2 separate regions of the Zea mays genome follow, and region 1 is linked to region 2. The links are chromatin contacts, called in public Hi-C maps. All regions are on one chromosome and are shown on one strand. The core of a region is the stretch at or near the end of the contact, and the rest is flanking DNA. Distances in the headings are between cores, read along the strand shown.

Region 1 (4,058 bases), core at 1,520-4,019, 280 kb after region 2:
AAAAGACCGGTTGAAAGAAATACTTGTCTCTTTAATATTAGAAAGAGATGGAGAATAGGTTATTATATTTTATTATAAATATTATGGGTATAAAATGATACGACCATGAAGATATATTATAAAAATACAAAAGATTGGTCAGAAATATCCATTTGATATTAGAGATATAGACATAGATCGTTATTGTTATCTTCCTATTCCTATTCTTATTTTCATATTTATAGAAAAAAGCAGACTTCAGAACAGAAGTACTTCAGGCGTCATACCTAATTCATGGACTAAGGATTAGACATAATGTTCTGCTTCATGTTCAAGATGAACTTGATGTGCGTGATGTTATCAAACTATTTAGTGACACTCTTCAGAAATCTGGAAATCATATTATCAATCACATGCTGCACAAGCCGAAAATATCTGAGAAGTAGAAACAAGCACGGATAGAAATAAGGACGGTAGCAGTAAAAGTTACGAACAACAATCTAGACAATACTCGGTCAAACATACCTCAGGTTACAAAATCACTCTCATTTAACAATAGATCTAGAAACGTGTTGGACAAATATCCAGATTTCCTTAAATCCCATTCTAGGTCTTCAAACCCCATGAAATTCAACAGAGTGACCGTAAGGCATAAAAATTCCCACCCAGCATGTACCTGTGGTTGTTGTTGGATACTTGCCTATAATTATGGCTGAAGCATTACGCTTCCTAAAATAGATTAGGCCCCCTTTGAAATGCTAGAAATTTTCCTCTTTTCTATATTGTTTTTATTTGAAATGCCAGATCTAAAATGGTTGATTTCTCCGTCTCAGACTAAACAACTTTTTGAGTTCCAAATTTTATAAAAAACATTATACATACACAATATGGAATATTGTATTTTATTGACTCAAATAAGACTTTGCAGCTACAAGGAAGTGGTTCATAGTGGTGGGGGAGGTGCGCATAAATTGTTGGCAATATTGTGAATAAACATAGGTAAGTCATCCCAAAACTACTTCACTGTGACAGCATTTGTGACAGGTCGCAGAGCATGGCTGCAGGCAGATAAAACAGAGCAAAATGATTGCAATACTTGTGGTTTCTTCAACAGAGTGATAATCATTGTGCTTCAAAGAAAGGAATGGTCACTATTTGGGATGTAGCTACTAAGCTAAATCGTTTGGTTTCTCTGAGTGATTTGCTTATCAAGTTTGTTAAGCCCATGTCATATACAAGCACACCTAGCATATTCTCTCATGATCTAATTGGCTACCTCATTTTTATAAGAAAGATATATTGAGATATATAAGTACTAATCGGCTGTCGCCATCCCTAACTAATTGCCACTCTACACTCTTGTTAGCATCTTTAAAATGTTAAAGAGGCTTACATACCTTAAAAGTATATAGTCAAGAGTGGGTAAGAGGAGTTGAAATGGTGTCTTTAAGTTTTCTTTTAAAAAATCAATCTACAAGAGATCTTGTGCCCATATACAGGAAATCAGTACCGATTGTGATTTTGCAAACAGTTGACATAATCACTCTAATATTATATGCATTAATTAGCTATGAAAGGAAAACAAACAAGATATAGATTCCAGAACACGCACAAAAGTAACATTAGCGTGCAAAAATGATCAAATGGAAGTCACATACTACAAGGCAATCATGCAATACACCCGTATGCACCAGAAGCGAGCTCCAAGCTGCAAGCAACTATTGACATACATTATATATGGGATATACCACTGTCCAGTCATCTATCACAAAACACAGCATGTAATAGTGCATCAAGAACTGAAGAATAGAGTCGTATGAAATCGAATCACAAATGACTGTTAAGAACAGTAAATAAATCAGTATTGCAGCAGGATGGGGCAGCTGCAGCCCGCGTGCTACGGATGGGGCGGAGGGCGGTGTGGGGAACGCGGGCAGAGGTTGGCGAGGGCCGGTGGTGAGCGCGTGTCGAGGCGAGGGCGCGAGAATGGCGGATCAACGCGATCTCGGGGATCGGCGGGCGCGGCGGACGAGATTGATGAAGGAGCACGGGGGAGAGGTCGATCGACAGTGGAGTGTGGATTTCGGGAATCGCGTGGATCACACAGACTGCCTTTCATGGAGATCGTGGGCGAGTCGGGGAGCAAGGAATACTCACTGATCCCCGTCCAAACCTTCAGATCTCCTGCCCCCCAACGAACAGAACGGGATCAAAAGAAGCAGAAACACGGGTATTGTACCTGGCGGGGCCAATGGCTGGCGGAGTCGGGGGCACGAGGGAAGAGGCCGGTGGGGTAGAGAAACGCGCACAAGCAGTCGAGTGCTACGCCGACCACTACCGCCGCGGCGATGCAGGACCCCCGAGACAGCGGGCGTGGACAGGTGGGGGGGAGGGCGAGGGCGAGGGCGGAGCCATCGATGCCGCGGCGAGATTAGCGGGGGTGGGGGGACGAAGACGGTGTCGCGTGCGTGACGTGGTGATTAGCGGGGGAGGAGGGTGGAGCCGCGTGGTGAGGGTGGTGGTGGACGTCCTCCTTGGCCTCTTAAGAAATAGTAAAGATAGCAGTTGTTTTTCACAACCACAGTCTAACCAAACAAACACTAAGATTATCTTCAGTGGACTGTGTAAAATAGAAGACGCAGAACTGTAGAAATATTGTTTAGTATTGTTTGTAAAGTGAAGTTCAAAATTAACCTAAGATTGGCCTTAACTCTGCAAAACCTAGAGCCGGCCCGGCGTAAATCAGAAGGGTCCAGGCGTCCAGCCGGGCAACCGCCAACCGGCCGAGGACTCGAAGCACAAGCACCACACTACCACAGTCATCACGGATTCATGGCAGCACGTGAGTACATGGCGAGGGCACCCCACAACCACACCGGACGCGGCACGCTGGCGGGTGGTTGGCAAAAGCCAAAGGGTAGGCTTTCATCGCCTCCGCGTCGCGTCGCGTCGCGTCGCTTTGGATGCGACTGACAGCACGAGTCTCCCGAGACCTGAGTCCTGAGATGAGAAGAAAGCACTAAAGCAGAGTGGGATGCCGCGGTGAGGACTGAGGACTGAGGACTGGACGCGCGGCGCGGGTGCGCGGCTTCGGAGTCCGCTAGACTACACCACGCGGGTTCGGCAAATGGGGATGGCGGCGGACGCGACGACGGCCATGACCATCGACTTCCTCCGCGCGCGCCTCCTCTCCGAGCGCTCCGTCTCCCGCGCCGCCAAGGAGCGGGCCGACCACCTTGCCAAGCGGGTAAATGCGCGCGCATTTCGTTGGCTTCCTGCCTCCTCGCATTCCCGGCTTAGTCAATAGTCACCGAGCCCGTCGCCGCAGTGCAGGTTGTGGAGCTGGAGGAGCAGCTCCGGACGGTGACGGCGCAGCGGCGCAAGGCGGAGCGGGCGGCCGCGGAGGTGCTTGCCATCCTCGACTCCCAGGGCTTCGGCCGCCTCTCCGACGCCGCGGACGATTCAGGCTCAGAGTACGAGGCCGACACGGGCGATCCCAATGCCGTCGAGAGGGACGGAGGCGGCGGGAATGCAGCGGAGGACGCGCTGTCGGGGTCGGAGCTGGGAGCCCCGGCGGCGGCGGCTGCTGCCTCTGCTGCTCAGGCCGGGGGCTTGTCGTGGAGGGGCCGCGCCGCGAGCCCCGAATGCGAGAGGCGGCGGCCGCAGCACCAACAGCACAAGGGCAGGCAGCTAAGGCAGAGGCACGGCCACGGCCACGGCCACAGGAGGGGTTACTTTTACTGCCGCGCCGCGGATTCGTCGCCCAAGTACCACCCAGGGCAGTCTTGCCGGAAGATCAAGAGGAAGGAGCTGAGGTCCGGGCGTTGCTCATTGCTCAAGTTCCATCCCAATTGCTGGCATGTTATTGTGCAATTATCTGGCACACTCACACACATGCTCTTCTGATTGACAGATCTCAGACAGAAGAAGAGGAGGGCAACGACAATGCAGTGGAGAGCACGGAGGACGGGCAGGAGAGATCAGATTGTACTGTTTGCACTGATCAACCGGCTGATGTTGATGGCGAGGTGAACCAAGATGGGCATGGCTCTTCTAGTAATGGAAGAGGGGAGGATCGT
Region 2 (4,048 bases), core at 70-2,569:
TCGGCCTTTTACACATATGCATGCATGCATGTGAGCATGTATATATACGCGCTAGACGATTTAGCTAGCTGGCGTGAGGGGACTGGTGGTCTCTGGTACTCATACACATGCACTGATGCACCCATATGTCAAACGAGCTGACTGTCCGTTCGTGTATATGCTTTTTTGACGAAGTCTATTTCTCTGGCTTGTGTTCTAATAAGTAAAAAAAAAGCGGTTAAAGTTGCACAGATATGCGTCGGTGACGACCGGCGACTTGAATATTTGGCGCCTCATCATGATGAAAATTGGAAAAAAAAAACCACGCTCGAATAATATGTTGGATTTTCAACCAGCGCTTGTTCGATCGGGGTGATTGATGAAGTATCGCTGATGTGAATTTATTTAACTCCTTCAGCATGCCCAATGCGACTTTAATTAGTCAATGTTTGGAACCTAGCTCTAACAATTATTTCATTAGTTGGCTAAACCCAGCTAATAATTTGTTAGCTAGCTAACTATTAGCTCTAGGGGGTTTCAAACAAGGCATTAGGACGTGTTTAAATGCACTAGATCTAATAATTAGTTGCTAAAATTAACTAGAGATATCCAAACAGAGCAACTAATAGTTCAACGATTAGCTACGCTTAGATGGAGACATCCAAACACCCCTAGCTAATATATAGTCTAGCTAGTTTACTACATAATTATCTATATAATTATATTTATAGATTTTTAAATATATTTTGGGACGAAGAAACAGATTATATTTTTGGGACGAATGGCACGGAACAATCCGGCTATATATATATATATATATATATATATATATATATATATATATATATATATATATATATATATATATATATATATATATATATATATATATATAGTTATATTTATAGATTTTGTAATATATTCATCTAAGTGACAAGCCATGATAGGCCGCTATAGATGTGCGGTAAATTTCGATTACTATTTAGTTTGGGCCCTATTTTCTCCAAATCAAGCCAGTTTTTCAAATTTATGGGCACAATTATGAGGCACTCTCTTGAAGTTGCTCTAACACAAATTAAAGCACGGCATATATCTAGTCGCGTTTTAAAAAAACGAATTGTATCCCAATAGCAATATAGTAGTAGGTTGTTGGTAAGCAGTAGGCACACGTATTCTCGCAGCTGGGCAGATAGCCGCCATCGTCTCGTCACATTCCCAAAAACCTGCTAGTACTTCCCCCGGCCCCTTGTGGAAAGCTCGATCAGTACCACGCATGGCACAGTCGTATAGAGAGCACCAACTAACCCCAACATGATGGCCCCGGCCGGGCCGCCTGTCGTGCTCTAGGCATCACATACCGATGCCCAGATCATCGCCGATGCCCTTGCTCACCTCGTGTGCGTGTGCGTCGACACTGGCCGCGTACGTGGTACCTGAGCCCTTCACGCACCAAAAGGGCATCATGCATGCATATAAGGAGAGCAACACCAACGGCGCACCAACCTCGCCATTTCCCTCTCCGACGACCCCCGCACCCCGTTTTCTTCTTCGTTCGTCCCGGCCGTGACATGCACGCCTTGACATAGACGGCCTCGCTCGTTCCCTTCTTCCTTCTTCTCCACACCACCAAACCCGGCACATCACATACACCAGGCCAAGAGATATAAAGCAGCCGCGCGCGCACACTAGCTTGTTGCGCTTGCCGGCCCCGAGAGGCATATATATCGTGAGGAGCAAACTGATCTATATATGGTGGTGAGGCGGGCTTGCGCGATAATGGAGGGTGCTTTCAGCGTGCCGTACTACGAGTGGCTCAAGCCACGGTCGTCGCCGTCGACGTCCTGCTGGACGACGATGACGCTCTCAACGCCATCATCGATGGACCGATTATTAGCCGCCGTTGCTGGCGGCCACGACGACGACGAGGAGCGCGACGCCACGATGTGCTTGCCGCTTCTTGGTAGGCTCGAAGGGAGGGCAAGGACTCCCGAGTACCATAGTCCTGTCAAAGAAGAGCTGAGCAATAATAATACCACCACCACCACCACCGGCGCGCGGGGAGAGGAGAGTCGTACCGGCGCCGGTGTTCACCTGACCATCGGCTTGCCGGCGACTGGTGGTGGTGCTGGTGGGGGCTACAGCATGAGCTCTGAAGAGGCGCCCATGGACGATGAAGATGACGAGCAGGATGAGGATTATTTCGAGCTGGAGGAAGAGGACCAGAAGGCAAGCGAACATGACAACAAGTGCAAGATGGAAGCAGCTGGTGAAGCAGAGCAACGTCGGCCCGGGGGAGAGGAGGAGGGTATCAAGAGCTTCGTCGGCAGCCGCGGCCGGCGGTACTGGATCCCGACTCCGGCGCAGATCCTCGTCGGCCCGGTGCAGTTCATGTGCCATGTCTGCAGCAAGACATTCAACAGATACAACAACATGCAGGTGACTTGTTAATTATTAGCTTTTAATTGCTCTATACCTCTCTTTATCTCATCTTCGACGTCGTCAATTAATCAGACTATAGTTATTTTCGGTTTAGTTTCCAATCGTGTTGAATGCTTTTTTCCCCTCTCTCGCTGAGAGAGAGAGAGAGATCAAAATTAAAACGCATTTAGAATCTAAGATTCTAAATTACCCTGTCCCCAGCAGCTGCGCCTCTAATAATTGAAGCATGAGGATCATCCATATTCCAAAGAAATTTGTACGAGAGCTTCCTTTTCTAATGGGGAAAGTAGCTAGCTATATATTGCCTCGCCTTGCAGCGCGCGGGGTCTGGAAGATGCATCTCCTAGCACTAGCAGGCATCTCCTAGCTAGCTACTTGCATGCTCAAGTTTAGTTGCTGAATGACGACCTAGCAAGTGTTTCATGTGTACCCGGCCGCAAGGAATCAAACGAAAAAGCTAGAGAGAGAGGGAATTAACTGATTGAACCCCACTACATACAGCTAGTACCTAGCTCTCTGCCGACATATCCTAGTTCATTCACACACATTTTCCCTTCACTGTCTCCAACATGATGACAGGGACAAACACGTACGTTCTAGTGCTGCAAGAGGAACATATATATTCGTCGTTTACTTAACTTCATTATTCATGTATCTACTACTGTAATACATACGACATCATCTCAAGTTCTCAACGCCGACGACGCATGACGACGATATATATGCATGCATATATGCATGTTGTGTGCAGATGCACATGTGGGGCCACGGGCGCGAGTACCGCAAGGGCCCGGAGTCGCTCAGGGGCACGCAGGCGGCGACGCTGGCGCTGCTCAAGCTGCCGTGCTACTGCTGCGCGCCGGGGTGCCGCAACGGCGTGGCGCACCCGCGCGCGCGCCCGCTCAAGGACTTCCGCACGCTGCAGACGCACTACAGGCGCAAGCACGGCGACAAGCGCTTCGCCTGCCGCCGCTGCGCCAAGCCCTTCGCCGTCAAGGGCGACTGGCGCACGCACGAGAAGAACTGCGGCAAGCGCTGGTTCTGCGCCTGCGGCTCCGACTTCAAGCACAAGCGCTCCCTCAACGACCACGTCCGCTCCTTTGGAGGCGGACACTGCTCCGTCACGCCCGACCACCACCAGCAGCAGCAGGCGCCTGTGCCCGTGCCGCTGATCAACAAGCAGCCCTTGGACCGAATGATCATACGCTTCGATCAGGGAGCGCCATGGACGTCCCATGCATGACACACTGCAGGTTAACTGACAGCCACGCATATACATATATAGACACAGCAATAAGAGGCTCGACATCGATCCAGGTTGCTTTGGACTTGGAGGCTGTGAAGTAGATGAATTTTCTCCCGAGTTAGCTAGGGTTGTTTGGATTGGAGGGGATATATAATTAGTTCAATTCCCTTCAATCCTTATGGAGAAATGGTTTATCCAGAGACAAGCTACAGCGCAGGGAGCTTCAAACAGGGAGAAAATTTCTCAGCTTCACATCCGGATTTTTAGGCAACCATGTATCATTATACTATATGCATGCATGCATGGCATAACTTTATGAAATTTAGTTCACATGTTAATAAAATCATTCCTTGGTGTTACTCATTCCCAGAATTATCCTGTTCT

What was found. Hi-C and Micro-C count contacts between places; a contact is called where the count stands out from the background.
Region 1: a contact with region 2 is called in a Hi-C map of leaf, with 4 times the contacts expected there. The contact joins the promoter of LOC103630408 here to the promoter of LOC103630405 in region 2. A contact is called at or near these places in 2 of 25 Hi-C or Micro-C datasets (ear and leaf).

What each region holds. Positions count from the first base shown.
Region 1 is chr6:160,967,378-160,971,435 of Zm-B73-REFERENCE-NAM-5.0, forward strand. It overlaps LOC103630408, which reads left to right and starts at 2,770. Exons shown (of 4, transcript XM_008651461.4): 1 at 2,770-3,226; 2 at 3,313-3,794; 3 at 3,893-4,058. The coding sequence starts at 3,107.
Region 2 is chr6:160,692,168-160,696,215 of Zm-B73-REFERENCE-NAM-5.0, forward strand. It overlaps LOC103630405 (protein TRANSPARENT TESTA 1), which reads left to right and starts at 1,320. Exons shown (of 2, transcript XM_008651459.4): 1 at 1,320-2,415; 2 at 3,170-4,036. The coding sequence starts at 1,729. The coding sequence ends at 3,661.